3 separate regions of the Mus musculus genome follow, and regions 1 and 3 are each linked to region 2. Evidence: chromatin contacts called from public HiChIP or PLAC-seq data. All regions are on one chromosome and are shown on one strand. Each heading gives the region's core, a stretch centred on a gene start, on an enhancer-like site or on the middle of the called end of the contact. The rest is flanking DNA. Distances are from core to core; before and after follow the strand shown.

The links. HiChIP or PLAC-seq counts read pairs in DNA pulled down with a chosen protein or histone mark.
Region 1: a contact with region 2 is called in an H3K4me3 HiChIP or PLAC-seq map of embryonic forebrain, with 3 times the contacts expected there. The contact joins two enhancer-like sites. A contact is called at or near these places in 1 of 39 promoter capture datasets (liver), 3 of 484 Hi-C or Micro-C datasets (cerebellar granule neurons, cerebellum and neural progenitor cells), 3 of 115 datasets of contacts at active chromatin or transcription factors (astrocytes, embryonic forebrain and embryonic hindbrain) and 1 of 9 other capture datasets (embryonic tail).
Region 3: an H3K4me3 HiChIP or PLAC-seq map of embryonic forebrain shows a contact between it and region 2, with 4 times the contacts expected there. The contact joins two enhancer-like sites. A contact is called at or near these places in 1 of 484 Hi-C or Micro-C datasets (neural progenitor cells), 2 of 115 datasets of contacts at active chromatin or transcription factors (astrocytes and embryonic forebrain) and 1 of 9 other capture datasets (embryonic tail).

Annotation. Positions count from the first base shown.
Region 1 is chr13:84,569,331-84,572,887 of GRCm38.p6, forward strand. No RefSeq gene overlaps it. Among named protein-coding and RNA genes, the nearest start is that of Gm34246, 100 kb to the right of the region's middle. Within about 2 kb of position 1,836, at least 66 of the 459 cell types and tissues checked have an H3K27ac peak or open chromatin away from gene starts, as enhancers often do. A contact at or near this core is called in cerebellum, embryonic forebrain and neural progenitor cells, where this site is marked.
Region 2 is chr13:83,986,441-83,990,252 of GRCm38.p6, forward strand. No RefSeq gene overlaps it. Among named protein-coding and RNA genes, the nearest start is that of Gm17750, 76 kb to the right of the region's middle. Within about 2 kb of position 1,456, at least 68 of the 459 cell types and tissues checked have an H3K27ac peak or open chromatin away from gene starts, as enhancers often do. A contact at or near this core is called in cerebellum, embryonic forebrain and neural progenitor cells, where this site is marked.
Region 3 is chr13:84,637,578-84,641,146 of GRCm38.p6, forward strand. All of the region lies in intron 2 of Gm34196 (a long non-coding RNA gene), which reads right to left. Among named protein-coding and RNA genes, the nearest start is that of Gm34246, 36 kb to the right of the region's middle. Within about 2 kb of position 1,859, at least 20 of the 459 cell types and tissues checked have an H3K27ac peak or open chromatin away from gene starts, as enhancers often do. A contact at or near this core is called in embryonic forebrain, where this site is marked.

The sequences.
Region 1 (3,557 bases), core at 586-3,085, 580 kb after region 2:
CTCTTCTGCCCCAACCCCAAGATGAGGATTTTGAGAAAGTTAATGTGTTAACACAGTTGTAACTGGTGTTAATGGTGAGAACCTGGTATTCTGCATTTTTTAAAACTAGTATCACACTCAACTAAAATTACTCAACTAAATTCCTTGGCTGTGGTCCCAGGGAATCCCACTTAAGCTGTTGACATAGATGGATCAGAAGTAGGTGTCAAGGAACAGCTTGTGGCTAGCTTCAGGTTATGATTTGTGAGTGCTGTGGGCTCATGTTTCCTGTCCCCACCTTTTGTTTCCTTCCTCTCACCTTCTTAGTCTCCTGTAGGGATGTAAGCACCACAGCTACTAATAAAACAATTTGGCTTTTTGTAGCAGATGGGGGCTTCCATCTGGTGTCAACATGTAGAGAGATGCCCTTGGTGCTAGTTAGTGGGGAATGTGGGAAGCAGGGTTGAACTGCTCTCCATAGCAGTGTGACCTGTGGAGAGCTGATTAATCATTACAGTTTATAGAAGCTATGTAGGTCCTCAAACCTAGCTATGACCTTGCAAAGGATGGTAGGAGCTATGAACCACAAACCTTCCCAGAAAAGAGTACCTGCTACAAGTTTGCATTGTATAAGGACTATGCTAACTTTAAATAAAGTATAAATTCTAGCCTCAGTATCCAAATAACATAAACTGACAGTCTAGTGTCAAACACACCACAGATGATTATTATTGAATGATTTTGTGAAATACAACTTTCACTGGTTCAACTGGTCAATAATGTCAAGAGTATTCAGGATAAAAGATAAGCACATTAGTTGGGGATGGAATTCAAGTTGGATGTAACACATTTTCAATATTGTTAGTAAGAATTTTTTTTTGCTTATATTACCTTTCTCCTGTGTGGCATCTGGCTTAGCTAAGTGGGGGATGTGGAATTTGGGATATTTTTCTGTTAGGTTTCAATTATCTGGAAAGCCCTGAGAGAGCAGTGTCATAGGGGGTGCTTTCCTAGATTGAAATATCTATTTTTGTAGATCTTAACATTAATTTTTGTTACCATGCTACTTCAATGCTTGTTTCTGTGGGCTCGGCACTGTGCCATGCTTTTCTGTGGAACTGATATTACTTCTCCATAAACAAAGTCCTTTGGCTATTTCTCTTTAGTCAGCTATTTGATGAAAAGATTAAAGAACAGAGCTGGATCTGAGGCCTATTCTGTAGCCTACATATATTTACATACATTCCTTCGAAAGTAAATAAGAGCTACATGAATAAAGTGTTGAGGACCTTTGAGATCCAAGGCAGCTATCTCTTCAAAGGGTGGAAGGAAGTCAGTCTGGGTCACTACAATTAAACTGACTACCCTAGTTCATTTACTATTTTAAGTGAATTTTAATTGAGTTGTGTCTCATTTTTATAAATGTTGTCTGTCTTCATTCTTGCGTGTATCAACATAAACACACATGCACACACATACACACACACATGAGAGAGAGAGAGAGACAGAGACAGAGACAGAGAGACAGAGAGAGAGAGAGGATCTACATATCAACACATTTAAGGAGAGTACTGTCTGTCCACATACCCTCAATCCAACTTATACACAGTGACAAATAATGCTATAAACATTAAAACATCCGACTCTGATAGGACACCCGTAAGACTGAGGGGGAAAAAAAAAACTTCTTTTAATGCATTTATTTTATAGACACAAAAGCTCAGCTAGTAATCAGTTTTGATAACTTTAGATGTCTGTTTCCCTGATGTAATGACTAGACTGGGGCAATAACAATACTTCATTATGCTATTCAAAGTGTATGGCAGGATTCAGTCAGAGCTAGACTGAAAACCTGGCCCACAGCTGAAAGCAGAGATGATGCATTAATCCAAAGCAACACCCCCCCCCCCACTGTTCCCCTCAGTATTCAGCCACTAATAATGGATATCATTTTTCTTCATAAAACTGGTAGTACTTGAATCAAGCACATGACAGTTAAGGTTTGTTTAGTCTTTCAAGCAGGTGATTACAGAATTGAACTTCTCAAGTGAGAAAGCCAATGGAATACAAACAGTTAAGAACACGTTTGAAGGGGGGAAAATTGTCCAGCCCCATCTGTCAAACTGTGCGTATGACATCATCAGATATTCTGCACTTGTTTGCAGCTATTCAGGCTGGCCCGCCCCGCAGTCTACGCTTTGTGTTCCAGTTTCCTTTACAGGGCCAGCGGGCTGGAAAATTACCACATGCTGTCACAGTTAGCTCAGCCAGGTCTTGTTATCATTGTTTCCAAGGAATCCATTCATTCCGTTATTTTACATATTGGGCAGACGTCCTGCCACTGAGGCTTGGGCTGCAGTAACTTGAAGGGCCAAACGTTAATGGGCCTCTATTGTTGATAGAATGGCAGTGCAATACGTGGGAAAAAATACCCAGACAGCTCCCTGACACTGGTGTAGGACCTCTAGACTTAGGGGGTAGCCTGTGAAGATCTTTTATGTAAACAAGCCTTCAATAAACAATGAATATCTCCTGTGTCAATATTCATAACCCATCAATAAAAAAATATATAAATCTTCCACTAGAAAGAGCCCAAATGTATTATGGATGATGGAGCCTTTCCTCAAGATAATCTATAGAATGTGGGCAAGCCTTCTTCTAAACACAGCTAATTTATGAGGGGAGGGAAGCATGGCTGAGGCTTTGAGGAAAGAAAGCATTTGGTTTGGACTGGCTGTGTTCTCATTGCAGGAGATAATGCAGCACAAATTTTGTGGCCTCTACTACTATTATGTTGGGATAAAGACAAGGGCCTTGGGCACTCGTTATATTTTCACTGTGTGGACGGCGATTTAAAGAAAGTTAGTGAAAACATGAGAAAAATCACCCAGGCTAAAGCTTAACTTTAGTATGAAATACGTTTTACGATAATTAAATCACAGGTAAGAATAAAGGTCATAGCAGTGAAGATCAGCAGTGCATAAAAATGAAGAAGTCTATATTGTATGAAAGATATTCAGGCTGCAGTCATGTTGCTTGCCATTATGGATGTGAAAAACTGACTTTATTCTCTCAAGATCAATCTAATCTTTTGATCAGACAGAGTTTTGGAAATGGCCCAATTCTTCTTACTAGCCTCAGAAAGAGTCCAGTTCTTCCTGGGACAAGAGAAGAGATATCAACTAGAACTGCTCATGGTCAAGGTGGGATAGCATGTGATCAAGTCGAAGAGCACTGACTTGAACTTGTATCATTTTAAATATTTTAATGATTAGTTCATCTGCAACACTTGCTAATTTGTTTTAGTGATTCTGCACAGAATTCCAAATGGTCTTATAGATATTTACATTAAAATGGTTCCCATGAAAGTCTTTTGAGGATTCAGAACTTGTGTCTCAGACTTCTGGAGTTGGAGTATCAAGTGAGAAAGGTGGGAGTGTCCTGGCTCTGAGAAACTTGTGCCATACTTAAGGTTAAAAAAAAAAAAGATAAATAAATGTTGCTCTGGCCCCAAACCAGGTTGTTTATAGTTTGTTTCTATAAAACTTATTCTAGTTCAATTAATATCATTTAAGATC
Region 2 (3,812 bases), core at 206-2,705:
TTGTGGAGTACCTGCTAGTTCATCACAAATAAGGAACTGGTTATCCAAACCACTGCATCTATTAACAATATAACACAGTAGGAAAGTAGGGAAGGTCAGAAATTATAGTGTTAAATGTCTTCAAAGTGTTAGACCCATGCAAAAGACTTCATGTCTAGCTTTCTTTTTTTCTGAGAATGCAAATTATTTTAAATCACAAACTATTTGCTTTGGTTCTCTGAAGCCATCAACACTGCAGGTTAATATGTTCTTCCAGATGGTTTTTTATTTCCTTCCAGGTAGAAGGGATGCACCTGGCTTGTGGACCATGACAACACTGCGACATACCAGAGCAGTAGTAGATGTTTTCTTTCATTTTTGTAACTGGTGTAATGAAATTAAAAGGAAGAAGTTAAAATGTATTAAGTATGGGCATCTATTCAAAGGGTAAACTGTAAATCCTACAGAAACCTAAGAGAGTTGCTTGTAGTGAGGCATTCTAGCTATTTCGAAGCTTTGTCTAAATCTATAAACTGACTATAAATAGTTCTGAATGTTAGAAAAAAGGAGGAGAGATGAAACTTGGTAAATTCTCACGCATTTTTGTACTGTAATTACTCATTAAACATACTAGCTTCATATTAGATATTTATATTAAGTTCTTTACTTTTCAAAAGGCATACCTTATTTTTCATTAATAAAGCCCTTTTAAAATAAAACATATATTTCAGTTTATTAATCTTTGCATATCGATATTTAGAAGACATGCATGACCAGCAATTTGTCTCATTGATGTTTTATTTAAATAATTAAATGTACAGAACAAAAACTTTTGAATAAAATATTATACAGAAATTCATTTTTGCTAAAATGTATTTTTATTATTATAAAGAATCATTTTAGAGTTCACAACTATTTAAATAGATCTAAGAACTATATAAAAAGTTATGATTTTTTTCCCTCTTTGATGGATAGAATTATTTCCTGGCTCTAGCAAGAATATGTTGCATTTGAGGTTCTATATTGAAAATTTTCAAAATGTACTAAACATCCTAGATCTGACTTTAACATTAAAACTCAAATGGTTTGTTTCATTAGATAAACTTGTCATTTATCGTATGAATAAGCTTCAGGATGATTAGAAGTTCAAGCATCTGAAGGACATAGATCATCTAATTTGTGCTTGAATTTTCTGCATTGTAGGAAAACTGCTATGATATGACTGGGAATTTTCTCATCAACATTTACCGCAAAGGGAGCATGCTTGAAAAGTACAATGAAAAATAATTCTCGCCCTCTTTCTCCTCTTTTTTTTTATTGCTCCCACATTTTCCTTCCTTCTCAATCTCCAATCCTGCTTGCATCTCCATTCTGCATCTCGTGTGTTAAGCCAATCAACTCACGTGCAGTACGCTGTGGAGAAACTGCGGCACACATATGGTCGTGGACTGGTTTGGTAAACATATGTCTTTGCAGGCATTGGACAGCATGCCGGGAATGAGCTATTCCATTTTGGGAAAGGAGGTGGGGAGCGCTTAGCCACCTACAGATGTTTTGCAGCAACGCTGAAGAACTGCAGTCAGAGCTGCAAAATGTGTAATTTGGACTTTTTCCAGGTTTCTTTTTTTTTAAATAAGAAAAAAGTTAACAGCTTTCCTATTCATCTCTTTTGAGAAAATTTACAGTCGTTTCCCAGTCCGGCCCCATTCTGAAGTAAGGACAAAGGACTGAACCTGAAGCTGTCCATCTGCTCCGTAACAGTAATGTTCTAATGGGTGCTGCCTATTTTATGCCATTGCTCATGTATGCCCAGGGGACTGGAACTATTTAATTCACTGATTTCACAGCTCTGTTGTGTGTCACAAAAGGTTAAAAAAAAATCCAGCACACTTTTTAGCACCCTGTTTACAAGGAGTCCCTGTAAATCTAACTGAAGTAACAGATTCCCACCCTGCCCCCCATGCTGGTCCCCCTAGCTAATTTGGTGCATTCAGATAACAGGTAACTGGATGGAAAGATGAACCATTGCCTTGTCCTGTGCAAATAGTGGATATTTTAAATCTGCTGTGAATGTTACTTTCAAAGGCCAAAGATTCCAGAAGTAGATTTGAAAAGAAAGATGTTTGCCTTTAAGATTTTCGGATTAGAGAACTCTGTTTTCCCAGAAGTCCAAGAATTAATGCTATAGATTAGAAGAGAGTTAATGAAAACCCATAAAGGAAGACTGACGACTTATATTCCTCTTCTCTGGGCAGGGGGCTGAGCAGTCCCCCATGCAGCTGGTGCATGCTGGTGTTTTGCCAAGGCCATAATGAAGCCTGCTCACTCCAGGGCATTTTCTTGGACAGATACAGGTGGCCAAGAAACATGCACTTGGGCGGCCCTGAGATCTTCTTAAGAGCACTGATGTCAGGATTGAAACTGGCACTGGTGTTTGCCTCTAAGGAGAAAATGGAATCATGTAGTCGAGGGGATGCCTCTGTTCCTCTCCAAAGAGGATCTCAATAGAAGTGTTTCAATATATGATCTCTTTCCTGACACACATGTATGATCATGAGCTTCTATAACATTATGAACAGCCAAATTATTAACTACCGAGCATAACTGCCACTTTCATTTTGATAATATTAATCAAATTCAGTTCCAACTAGGGTAACTGGGGTAACTGCAAAGAAATTCACATAGTCCCTTGAAAACGAGCTTGTGGGTAAACAGGCCTAAGGCAGTGAGGAGATTCTCATGTTTTGCAAAGAAGTCATAGCTATTTTTGTTCAGAAGATAGAAAGAAATGGATGTTGTAAGAATCTTTGAAAAACATAAATTAGAGCCGAAGGAGTACCATAATTTGCATGTCAGTTAGCACACTTAGGTTTGCTCACACTTATCTTTCTTCTAGAATCTTCTGTGTGCTCTGTGATGATTCTCAGTAATGCTCAGAATAGCTCAAGAGATAGGGAAAAACATGTATTAAATTCCATTCTTAGAACTATTACAATCCTCTATTTACCAGGGAAGATCTATTCTAATATATTATTAGGTCTGGTATTCTTTAATTCATATTTCCCACAATTATTCAAAATTTTGCTTTCTCTAAACTAGGCCTTGGATACAAATCAGATATATCTAGAACCCTGGAGTCTGGAATGTAAGGCTCAGTGGTAACTGGTATGGTATAGAGACCAGGATCAGGCAGGATAATTTCTGTTGCATTGATTTTTAATAAATGTACAAACCAAAGCAACAGCAATAGAAAAGCAAATTTAATACATCTTTCGGCCACAGATTTGTTTAAAACAATGAAATTATGGTTAAAAAGTTTAAATCTTGGAATCTTAGGATTAGTAGGCAAACACTTGTTTTGTTTTGTTTTGTTTTGTTTTTAATATAAACTAATTTATCAACTGATTCAAATGGATAGACCTGAAGGTGGAATTCATTTGTTGGGAAAAATTATTGTGGCCTTTCTGTTAAGATATAAAGGCTTTTATTCAATATGTTGACGTCTTAAAAATGAAAAACGAAAGGATGAATGTGGCTCATTGGTAAAGTGCTTCACTACCACATGTAGCCCATTCTCCAGCATCTCAACCTAACCGATCAGACAGACAAAATACAGAGATTAAGCATATTTTTAGAAACTGAAGCAACCAGGAAGAAATCTTGAATTGAGTGTAATCCCATCTCTTGGCAGATGGAGATAGGAGGATTAGAAGTCCATCCATTTAAAACAAGAAAGGAAAGGGAGGAAGAAAAGGAAGAGGGACACAGGGAGAAAGGGAAAAGAAATCAAGGGATGAAAGAAAAGAAAACTAAAAAATGAAATAAGCTTCACA
Region 3 (3,569 bases), core at 609-3,108, 650 kb after region 2:
TGGAGATTTGGTGAGATATGAAACAGGCCTAGGAATCTATTTTATGCTGGAGGTTCAGTACCTGGGAATTCCAGTTGACTTCAGGGTGTTCATTTAGGCTAGTCAAGGAATGGACACATGTCATATGAGTGACTCACAAGGAGTTAAAACTTACTTCATATTCAATGTACAGAGAGGGACACTCCAAACCAGTAACAATTGAGAGAGGAAATTTATCAAAATACACAAAAGCCTTTTTATTTTTCTCTTTGACCAGAGTTTGGCAGCGTGCCTGTTTTCATGGGAGACTCTTGCTTATGATCTTTCCAGGACACAATATGCTACTTTTCTTTTTAACTTTACAAGTTTAATATGAAAATATATTTACAGAACTACTTATACTTTATCTTATTTTCATAACAATGCTTACTAAAATAAATCAGAAAAAATATTCTTTGATTTTTGCTTTTTAAAACACCATGGAATCCTAGGAACTGTGGATGTAGTGATAGAAATAAAAGACTATAAAAGGGAAAATTTTCAGTTCCATAGAAATTTGGGGAAATACACTCAGAGTACTTTGAGATAAATAATATTAGATCATTTGGAATTATCTATCATAGAGCATATCCCTCTCTCTGGTGGTTAGAACATCACCAAGCATGTGTTGGTTTACATAATGAGCAAGATTAAAATAACTTCTAAGAGTCCACATGCTGTCAAATTTGCTGCTATTTTTCCATATGAAGCAAATCTCAGACATTTATTCTCCATAAAATAGGTAAAAAAAAAATCAAAAGCCCTCTAATTGGTAGAAATTCTCAGGGCAGGTCTATAAAGTTCATTAGTGCTCAGACATTTAATAAGCAAATGTCTGCTCAGGGACACCAAATGGCCTCAGTTCCTATTGAACACAAGTCTCTTTTCAAACCATTGATGTGAAATGATTCTATTGACACTAGCTTTTGAAGAAAAACTTTAGTTGAAGGGAACTATGTCCAACATTTATCTCTATTGGTGGATTTTTTTTCATCTTATTTATTCTTCTTTTATTTTGTATGTGAGAAGGAAAAAACAAAGTCAGATCAAACACGCCTATGGAACAAAGCACCAGGATTCACACCAGTGTGCTAGGAATGGGAAGATTTTGCTCCCATTCGCTCTGAAAGGCTCTGATGAATTTTCCCATACCCTATGCACAGGAACAACAGTGGATGCCTCCTCCACTGGAGCACGATGTCTAAGAAATGCATCTCTCACTTCATTTCCAGTGTCCATGCTTTCCTGGACATGTACCTTAAGCTTCTTTTTCTCTTTCAGTTCCTTTCATTGCCAAAACGAAAGGTAACTTTGGGAGTGAACATGAGTAGTGAAACTTAGCTCTGGAGACAAGCAGTAACTTTTCATTTCAGAGTTTTGAAAATAGCTGGTTCTAAATTGTTTAGACGGACTGTTTTTACTTTGTTATGTCATGATATCAGTTGAGTAGAGACGGCCTTCTAGACGTTGCACAGTTTCTCGTCTCTTTGAAGTCAATGCTCACTACATCTCTACTCTCTGCTGGTCCTTTAATCAGTGTCCAGTCTGTCTGATGAGAATAGCCCCAGGATGGAGCCCGAGACCAAGCCATGGGCAGCACCCCTTTGTCCTACTCACATGGATGGGACATGATTCCACAGGATTAGCCAACAATTATATGCTCTGAACTGATCAATTCAGTCAATTTACTGTGCAAAGTAAATTGATCCTTCAGAACAAAGGTTTCTGTCAGCAGGGAGCTACCTGAGAAAGCAGCATGCCTGTGTAAACAGTTCTGTCCTTCTCCCAGTGTGGAGTGGCCCCACGCCATATGGTGCCACTATGAACTTATTAGCTGACGGATTAACTGATCTCTGCATTTGGGATCCCCAGTTTCCAGCTGTGAGAATGATTGATGGGCTAACTACTGCTCCAGTCTTGGAAGTTATTTCCTCCATTTAACAGAGTCAAGAAGACAGAAAATTGCCCCCTTTGTAAATGCTAATCTCACCACTCCTTCGAACACCCAACATAGCAATTTATTCAAGGCAAAGTCTTAAAATTGGTATAGTGCACATCAAATGCATACTAATTAGCAATTTCTTTTGAAGGCTCCATCACTTATTAAGGGTCTCCTTTTCCATATGTTCATCATGCCCCACTTCACCCTTTAATTACAAAACAGCACTTTCAACTAATTGCGAGAAGGTATATTGTGCCTGGAATCTGTATTACACACTATACCTTCTGATGCCTAATTTAGGGTCACATGGAAGGCAGACAGATAAGCAGGCGGAAAAGCTCAGAACCATCATCTGCAATTTTAGGCATATTTGGGCATTGTCAGGATGAATGTTTCATCTACAATGGTGTCTAGGACACTCTTCAGTGGACACTGTGCAGAAGAATGGGGTGAATATTAGGTTAACAATTGGGATCTTTTCCAGATTACAAAGATTATTGGATTGGATTATTTAATCCAACAGAATGATATTACATTTGTTACTTTACAATTTCTTCAATCCCAAATGTTGAAAAAAAACTTTTAAGTCCAATAAGCAGTCTTTTAAGTATAATAGCTGGATTATAGAAGGAAGAATTTTGCAAAATACACTGGAAGGATGCTCAAAAGAAATATTTCCTGTTGTATAATGGTGATGTTTTTCTTTATTAAACCACAGTTCTTATGCAATCTAAATGATCCTAATGGCTATCCCAATTATTGGTCTGCCACATACAGTCTGCCAATGTCACCTTCATCGCAATGCTGAGTGCTAAAGAATGGGACCTTTCTCTTGCTCCTTTTATGTAGTAGTCCCTGAAGAGACTCTGGTAATAATTCTTCCTTCTTAATGTTGGTCCTGAAAGCATTGGTGCAAGTTTAGGCTTCACGAATACTCAGGCTGCAAAATGATGATAGAATCAAAAAAAACTTGATTCATGGTGGTCGAAGATCAGGTGAAGTGTGACCCACACTCCAAAGGAAGTTCATTTTTCATAAGCTCCACAAACTTGATGTCATCACACACACCAGCAAATCAGTCAGGCCCAACCATCCTAAGTTAAGATCATTTCAAGTTAGTTTTCAAAACTGTTCCTAATTGTGAACTAATAGATGGGAGACATAAAAAGAGTGTAAATGGCAAAAAAGTCCCATTTTTTATGGAAAGAAAATTTAAGGACTTTTGAACAGATTTGGGATGTTTGCTGCCTCTAGCCACACAGCCTTTTCAAATCTGAGTTTCATCTCTATATAATAATCATTATTGCTTACTACTAATATTTTATTTTCTAAGTTCTCAAGTTTAGAATTGTCTTACTTGAGATTATGTTCCCAACTGTTATTGACCTAGGATTTTGTTGCAGGGTTTTTGAGGCTGTAATTTGGGGATGATTTGCTTTTGATTCTCAGCTTTACAATCTGGGACTCCTGGTGGCAGTCAGAATTCACTTCAGAGCTTTAGACTAAGTCTGGCTGGCTGGTTTATGAGTCTGCTAGGAAGCAAAGCTGAGGTCTGCTTCCTGCACTTACAGGCTGGGTTGGCATCTATAGTTTATCAACTATCAGCAAT